Linked DNA regions of Rattus norvegicus: region 2 is linked to region 1. The links are chromatin contacts, called in public Hi-C maps. All regions are on one chromosome and are shown on one strand. The core of a region is the stretch at or near the end of the contact, and the rest is flanking DNA. Distances in the headings are between cores, read along the strand shown. Region 1 has its middle 44 kb from the start of Nos1. Region 2 overlaps Ksr2 (kinase suppressor of ras 2).

Region 1 (4,362 bases), core at 723-3,222:
TAACCCCAGCTACCCTACAGCCAACTTCTGAGGCCTAGGAGGAAGACTCAGGGACATACAGGAAGCCAACACTAGGGAAGGGACTCCCTCAGGGCCACCCAGGAGGGCAGCAGACAAGCGAGGGCCAGAAGAGTCAAAATTGACATCTAAAGCTGAGCAGTGGCCATACTAAAAGTTAATCAAATGTTTACCACATTCAGCTCTGCTGGACACCGCCAGGACGCATGTCACCAAATGCCCATTTTAATCCCCAAAGACATTGCTTCAGAAGTAGATCCATTTCGCAGAAAGGAAAACTGAGATAGAGACACATTCACTGACTTTCCCCTAGCACACCCAGCTGGGAAGGAACCAAGTCAGGATTCCAGTGTGGGAGGGAAGTGGCTTTCATTGAGCAATGCAACCCACAGGGCCTGGGAAGATGGCTGTCATGGGTAAGGGTTCCTTCTCTTTGCAACACAAGGACCCCAGTTTGGCCCCTAGCACCTTGTTAAAGAAAAACAAAACATTTTTTAAAAAAATCCCAGGGAGTCAGCTATGGTATGCACACTTGTAATCTCAGTGCTGAAGAAGCAGATCCCTGGGACTCACTGGGTAGTCAGCAAAAAATGAGAGAGAGAGAGAGAGAGAGAGAGAGAGAGAGAGAGAGAGAACACCAGCCAGCCACAGTGTCACACAACCTCCTACCAGTAGTCCCTTACCCCAGACCCACCAGGAACATTACCTTTGGCAAACATGACTTGGAGACCCTTGTAATTTCATTCAGAAAGGAGTGCACTTAGTCACATACACATAACCACATGTGTGTGTACACACACACACACACACACACACATGTATATATACAGCCACATGTGGGCATACACAGCCACATGCACACACAGTCACATGCACACAGCCACATGCACAGACATTCATATAGCACATGTGTGCGCGCACACAGCTATGTGAGCATGTGTATACACACATCTACATGTGTGCACACATAGTCACATGCACACATATATACATATAGCCACACATATGTGCACACACAGTCACATGCACACATATATACATACAGCCACATATATATGTGCACACAGCCACATGCATATACATGTACATATAGCTACATGTTGTAAGCACACACATACACACACAAGTATACACAGACACACAATGCTAATGCACATCCACATTCACACACACACACACACACACACACACACACACATACACACACACACAATCTCAGGGAGGTCTTGGTCTGAGATCCTTCATTCAGCAGTGATGCTTTGGCCAATGGTGTTTCTATTGTGACATTTCAGACTGTAGGAAACTGGGCTCTGGCCAACAGGGGCTCCTCCTGAACCTTCAGTCCCCACCATGGTGGGGATCCAGGACCCCTGTCATCCCCTGGGTCGTGCCAGTAGGTGCCAGAGCTGCAGAAGTGAAAACAGCCGCAGCTTCCATTGCACATGACCCTCCCATCTCCAGTTCCCTGCCCGCCTTCCGGTCGGTGACACTCAATAGTCACTTTACAAAGTATGCCACTCTGATCCATTCACTCTCCATAACCGTCACATCAGGGTCATTAGTGAATCTGCTTGAAACATCTGTGGGGTCATTCAGCGTCTCTGTGATCCCAGAATTCGGGAGGCTGCAGCAGAAAGATCAGGAGTTCGAGGCCAGCCTGGGCTATGCAGCGAGACCTATCCAGCTACTTAGACATTCGCACTCATCCTTATGGTCCCTGTAGCCTACTGCACCATAGAACATTGGGAGTTCCTACTGCCTATCCTTACCCCAGACCAACCCTCCCCACCCCTACACCACTCTGCCCAACCCCTGGTACTGAGACTCTGTAAGTATATAGATAAGGAGCGGTCCTTCATAAGCCCAACAAAGAAAGGCAAACCAACTGGCCACCAGCAAGTTAAGAGCAATATGAACTTGCTGACCTAAGGGTGAGCTTTGGACTCTGGCTGTGGAGCAGGACTACATCACCCTGTCTGAGAAGGGGGGTGGGGAGGGACCTGGTCCTCTGGTGCCTGAGGGTTTATAAGGTTTAGCAGATGAATATCAGGTGGGAATGTGTTCATTCAGTGCATCAAGAGGAGCTTTTATTTTAAAGGCCCGGAGGTGGCAGACATGGCTGAGCTGGCAAACTCTCCCTTGAGAGCATTGGGTAGCCGCTTGGGCTCAAAGGAAGTGACCTGACTGTGGTACGCAGAAAGGGCTGGATAAGTGGGGGGTGGAGTTGGGGAGCTGTGTTACCTCGATTCCTAAGACGACTCCAGTATTTATCACAGGGCACAGAGAGGTGCAAGGAATGATGGGAAGATGGAGGAACGTGGGGTAAAAGGGGGGGGGAGAGGAAATAGGGGGAGAAAAGGAAGGAAGGGGAGGGAGAGGGAAGGCAACATTGGCAGCTTGATAGCCTGAGGCTCCTATTTCTAAACCCCTCCATGTGCTTTGCCACCTCTCGGTCCTTCGAACTTTCTCCAAAACCTCCTCCAGGCCGCACTCCTAGGCTGCTAAAACGAACTGGCTTTGCCCAGCTGATGAGAAACGGACTCGCCAGAAGCCTTCCGATCACATGTCCCCTGTGCCTTCCAGAGCTTTCCGAGCCTTAGGTGCCCTCTCAAGCCCGAAGCCAGGAGTTCTAGATGCCTTAATTAAGATGTCCCTGCCCTCTAAGAGGGAGTGCGGACAACACAGACCCTGCATCCTCAATCATGTTGGCTGCTGTGTGGTAACTCTCAGTCTCTCTGAGTCTTGCGTTCCTCACTTAGGGTACATGAGACCAATGTAGGCTTGTTGAGGGCAATAGGTGTGACCCAGTCTAGAAAAGTCGGTAACAGGCTTCTTTTGGTTATGACAGAAACCCAAGTCCTGATAGAAAAAAGGAATGCATCACACTGGCCTGCTCTCCTCTGTTCTCCTGATTTCTCCATGCTGAGGATCTCAGTTATACTTCCCGCCACTTCCTAATGGCCATAATAAAGCCACTCTGAGATAACCAAAGCATGCTTAGCCTTAGTTTAAAGATGGCTTCCTTCACCCAGCAACAGTAGTTTATTCCCAGCAAAGGGCTCTGATTGGCTCTGCTTGAGTCACATGCTCACATTTCAAACCAAGCATTTTGCCAGAAGAGAGGCTGTAATCGGATGGTCCAGGCCTTCATCAGGAGCCTGCCACTGTAGCAAGGGGAGTATTCTCCCTGAGTTCCGTGGATGTCCCGCCTTCATCTGCCCATTTCTGCTTATCTATGACTTTATTTAGAGGCAGACCTTGCTTCCTCCCAAAACTCTAGCACTTTCGCGGCCACAATTTATCTTTTCTTCTCTAGATGAAAAACTTAAAAGCAAAGTTGGTTAGGGGTGGCCCACGCCTTTAATCCCAGCACTTGGAAGACAGAGGCAGACAGATTTCTGAGTTCAAGTCCAGACTAGTCTACAATGCGAGTTTTAGCATTGCAGCCAGGGCTACAGAGTGAACCCTTGTCAAAGAAGAGAAGAGAAGGAGAAAGAGAAAGAGAGAAAGAGAGAGAGAAAGAGAAAGAGAAAGAGAGAAAGAGAAAAAGAGACTTAACTTCCTTCTGAACCCCTTGCCCCCCTGCCCGCCCTCCTTCCCCTCCTCCTTCCTTCCCTTTGGCCACGCCTACAGGCACCTGTGCGCTCCACAGGTGCTGAGAGCTTCAATCTCAGGCATCAGAAGAACCGCAAAGTTTGCTTATTCAGACCCCATTCACATGTAAATAGTTGCCGCACACCGATTTTATATCCAGTCTGAATTGGGGCCTGGTGAGATGTCTCAGTGAGCTAAGAGGCACTTGCCTCTATGTCTAAAGAACTAAGCTCCATTCCCAAGACCCTGGAGGAGGAAGCGGGGAGCCATCTCCGCACAACAGCCTCTGGCATCCACCTGCGCCCCGTGGCATGTGCACTCAATCAAGCCATCAATTAGCAACGATTTTACTGATTTTTTTTTTAATCTGAGGGCTATAGAGATGGCTCAGCGGTTAAGAGCACTGGATGCTCTTCCAGAGGACTGGGGTTCAATTCCCACCACCCACGTGGCAGCTTAGAACTCTCTGTGATTCCATTTCCAGGGGATCCAACGCCCTCTTCTGGTCTCCAGGGGTACTGCATGTACATGGTGCACAAACATGCAGTGAGCGAGCGAGCGAGCGCGCGCGCACGCACACACACAATTAACAAATAAATCTGAGTTCGGGATTCCTCCAAGGAATGAAGAATCCTAGCCCTCCTGAACTATCCATCCTAGTAATCACTTTGGCTGACGCAGAGTCCGCTAGCCTGCATGTCCACGATTTTCTGAGATCCCCATGTGACCTGCTTCCCTGACTAATGCCTT
Region 2 (4,362 bases), core at 875-3,374, 110 kb before region 1:
AGGTACGAAGGCCCTGATGCTGGAAGACCAGTGGGGAGCAATGGAGGAGGGAGAGAGGACCAGGAAAAAGGACACAAGATGTCGGGTGACTGCAGGGCCGCAAAGGCTCTGAACGGGAGCGTGGAGTGTGAGAAACCATAGCACGGCTTTTTTAGTGGCTGTGTTCACTGCTCTGGGGATTTCCTATAGGCCAGTGGCTCTTCTTGCCCTCAGCGGGTTGACTCAGTTCAAATCCCCATTGCAGAGCAGTGGTGGTCAGAGAAGAGCGGCTAGGGTACCATCTTGGATGCTGACTTGATATCTTCCACCTATGCGGGCACCCCAGAAAATGACCCACAGTTCCTTTGCATTTAGGTTATCAGGACACGATTCCAGGGAGGGCGGTTAAGAGGGAGCAAGGTATAGGGGTGCTGTGTAAGCACTGGTCCCCTCGGGAGGAGTTTTTAAAAAAACTTCTCATTTGGTCCATGCCATTCATCCCCTCCCTGGGTTCCAGGGTCCTGAGGAGGCTTCTCAGTCCTGTGAGGATGACCTGGGACCAGGAAGCAGTGAATGCGCAGGGGTCTCATTCACAACATTTAAATCCAGTAACCAACAGGGGCTCGTCCACAGATTATTTATGTCCAACTCCAAATCTCTGTTTCTCAGGCTTTCAAATCCAATCACACCACACTGTCGGATCCAACAGACAGGCAAACACGCCCAGAGCCCCTCGCGGCCTCTCCTGGAGATGGTTCACTTGGTGCTTGGATGAGATTTTTAGCTTGCTTTTATTTTCCTGTAACTGGGGGGAGGGGGGAGGCTGCTGTCTTTTGAGTTTGTTTCCTTTCTTCAGAGCAGTTTTGAGTGTCCTAAATTTAACATGCAAGAATTGGCAGGGGGCTGAGCCATGAAGATTTTATACCCCACACCACACACACACACACACACACACACACACAAGTGCACACACACACAAACACACACATACACATACACACAAACACACACACATACACACACAAACACACACACAAACACACATACACACACAAACACAAACACACATACACATACACACACAAACACACACACCCACACATACACACACACAAACACACACACACACAAACACCCACACATATACATACACAAACACACACACACATACACACACAAACACACACACACACATACACACACAAACACACACAAACACACACATACACATACACACAAACACACACACACAAACACCTACACATACACATACACAAACACATACACACACACATACACATACACACACACATACACATACACACACAAACACACACAAACACCCACACATACACACACACAAACACACACACAAAACCCACACATATACATACACAAACACACACACACATACACACACATACACACATATACACACACACATACACACACAAACACCCACACAAACACACACACGTACACACACAAACCCACACACACATACACACGCACAAACACACACACACAAACACACACATACATGCGTACACATACACACACAAACACACACAAACACACATACACATACACACATACACACACATACACATACACACACATACACACATACACATACACACACAAACACAAACAAACACACACACACACACACTCACACACACACAAACACCATCCAGTGGGTTTGCACTCCTTTAGTGTTTAGAAACGCTGAATTGCTTTCCTTTCATGAATCTCAGCTGAAAAGGATATTTTGTCAGCGGCTGCCTTTAATTATGTGCCTCCACACAGGACTTTTGTGGAGGAAGGCGCTATAAATGCCCATCATCATCAGCGCCGTTAGATTAGCATCCTCTCGCGTGCAGTTCGCTTAAGCCCAGCTCTAAACAGTCCGGTGACCAGCTGAGGCCTCTGCCTGGCTGAGGAACATTGCTTCTTTCTGGTCACCGCTCCCTCGCGTCTCCAAGATGCTGGATTCATGTGTGTGACATCTGTCATCACTTCAGAAATATTTTGTCTTATTGCCCAGGAGATAACTCGGCGGTTGTTAAAAATACAAACCAGATAAAGAATAGCTCTTCACATGACCCAGCCAGCCAGAGAAAGCCACATGTTTGACGTGGGGGCTCTTTGCCAAGTAAGCCTCAGCCCAGGATATGCTCAGAGAGGTAGGGAAGGGAGGAAGGCTCACTAGGTAGTGTGAACACCCAAGTTGGAGTTGCAGAATCCATGGACAGTTGCAACACGTGCAGGTGATCCTAGCGTGGAGGGCGGGGGGCTCCAGGTTGGTGAGAGACTCTATCTCAAAGGAGCTGGATGGTGGGCAGGGATGACTTCTGAAGTTGATTTCAAACATGTGCAAAACATTTTAAAAAAATCCAACAAAACAGAAAAAGAGATAAAATGATCCAGATGGCTTTCTTTTTCCCCGTTTGTGGCGAGATGCTCTACACCCTTCCACACACTAGAATCAGAGGTCCCTTCATCTAGTTGAGGGAAGAGAAAAGGCATAAAGGTTCACACTGAGGGGCTGTCATGTGCCTACAGGCACCTTATGTCTTTCTGTGCATACACCATTGGCTTACACGGAAGCCCTTGGGCATATCACATCCATTGGCAAGAGAGGCTCAGAAATGGCAGTGTTCCTCCCAGGAGAAATGAATGACCTAATGGGTCTAATGAATAGCCAGGAGGTCATTGGGGTGAGCCTTGGAAGGTTAGCCCCACCCACGGTTCCTGTTTAGTTCTTCATGCTTGCCTGACTGTCGCAATATGAACACTGCCACCTCTCTGCCTTTCTAGAGAGTTCTGCTGACAATAGTCCTAGTTGACACCTGTGATTTCTACCCAACAGTGCACTCTGTAAACTTTTCTTTGATCTTTTGCGGATATCTTCTCTCCCTTCCCACGTGTCGCAGCTCCTTCATTTATAAAATTGTGTGGTGTTTACATCTCTTGGAAGATACGGATAAAAATTAGACATCTCTGGGCCAATGGGAAGGCTCAATGTAAAGGTGCCTGCCACCAAGCTTGACAAGTTGAGTTCCGTCCCCCGTAACCCACATGGTAGAAAAAACTGACTCCTGAAAGCTGTCCTCTGAGCTCACACACACACACACACACACACACACACACACACACACACACACTGCTGTGCAGGAGGCTGAGGAGACAGGAGGACTGTAAGTTCTAAGACTGCTTGGCCTCAGAGCAAGATCAAGGCCAACCTAGATAACGTAGTGGAACCTTGTCTCAAAAATACAAAATAGGGAAAGGAAAGACCTAGGGCGAAGAAAGTAACATCCACAAGGTTCAATTCCCAGTTTCATGAGAAAGAAAGGAAGAAAAGAAGGAAGAAAGGGAGGGAGGGAAGGAAGGTAGGAATGAAAGAATAAAGAAAGGAGAAAGGAAGGAAGGAAGGAAGGAAGGAAGGAAGGAAGGAAGGAAGGAAGGAAGGACAAGACATTCCATGCAAAACGGCAGTTTCTGCAGCTAAGTGTTTGCAGTAGCTTTGGCTATTTTTGTTTCCTTATTAAACATGTGAGGGAGGAAAGTTCTATTTCGTTTCCTCGTTTCAGATGGTTTTCAGTCTAACACAGAGGGTGTGCACAGGGTCACGAGCCTTTGCTGCAACGCTGGTCTCTCAGCGGTGGCAGCCAGGAACCAGAGAAAGGTAACAGGAACTGTGGAGGGGCCAACCTTTAAAAGCCCGGCAACTAGTGGCTTATTTCCTCCAGCCAGCCCCAGCTCTCAGATTCTTTAACTTTCAAAAGTTACTTGGCACCACAAGCCGGGATGGGAGCAGGCCTTCAAACCACGGGTGCGTGAGGATGTTTCAGATTCAAACCACATCTGTGTGTTTCTTGATGATGTGATTGTACTAAGGGCCATAGGGCTAATAGCACCTGGGAGAAGTAAGCTGGCTCTCTTGGCACCGGAAACAGGAAGTGTGTGGTGCTTATTGAATGACACATGGTGATGGCTGGGCTCGGAGGACTCAGCTTCCTGTCTGACCTCTGCCCCCTGGCTGGTCCCTTGGCTGGGTGGCTTCTCTCCCCTCAGCACCAGGCCATCCAAAGGAAGGTGTGGAAAGGTGAGCTGCGTCCACTGGTCTCCAGCTGAGCAGAGAGATTGGAGCTAGAAATAACCGTGCGTGAGTCATCTGGGTGGACGTGGCGATTGAGGCTGTGGGCCTCAGTAGCGGAGGTTATCTGGGGAGGCGAGAAGGGTCACCCGAGGACAAAGGCTGGAGCACCTGTCGCTCCAAGTGGTCTGATGAATGGGGGAGGCAGCTCATCCCGTAAAGGGACCAGGAGACAGTGGTCTGGGTGGAGGGGGGCATATCTGGGAAAGCAACCTAAAGTC

Evidence for each region. A called contact is a pair of places that touch in the nucleus more often than the background predicts.
Region 2: a contact with region 1 is called in a Hi-C map of liver, with 1.8 times the contacts expected there. The contact joins two enhancer-like sites. A contact is called at or near these places in 2 of 12 Hi-C or Micro-C datasets (both in liver).

The regions. Positions count from the first base shown.
Region 1 is chr12:44,413,196-44,417,557 of GRCr8, reverse strand. It overlaps a transcript of Nos1 not described here. Among named protein-coding and RNA genes, the nearest start is that of Nos1, 44 kb to the right of the region's middle. Within about 2 kb of position 1,972, at least 2 of the 93 cell types and tissues checked have an H3K27ac peak or open chromatin away from gene starts, as enhancers often do. A contact at or near this core is called in liver, where this site is marked.
Region 2 is chr12:44,524,548-44,528,909 of GRCr8, reverse strand. All of the region lies in intron 14 of Ksr2 (kinase suppressor of ras 2), which reads left to right. Among named protein-coding and RNA genes, the nearest start is that of Nos1, 150 kb to the right of the region's middle. Within about 2 kb of position 2,124, at least 4 of the 93 cell types and tissues checked have an H3K27ac peak or open chromatin away from gene starts, as enhancers often do. A contact at or near this core is called in liver, where this site is marked.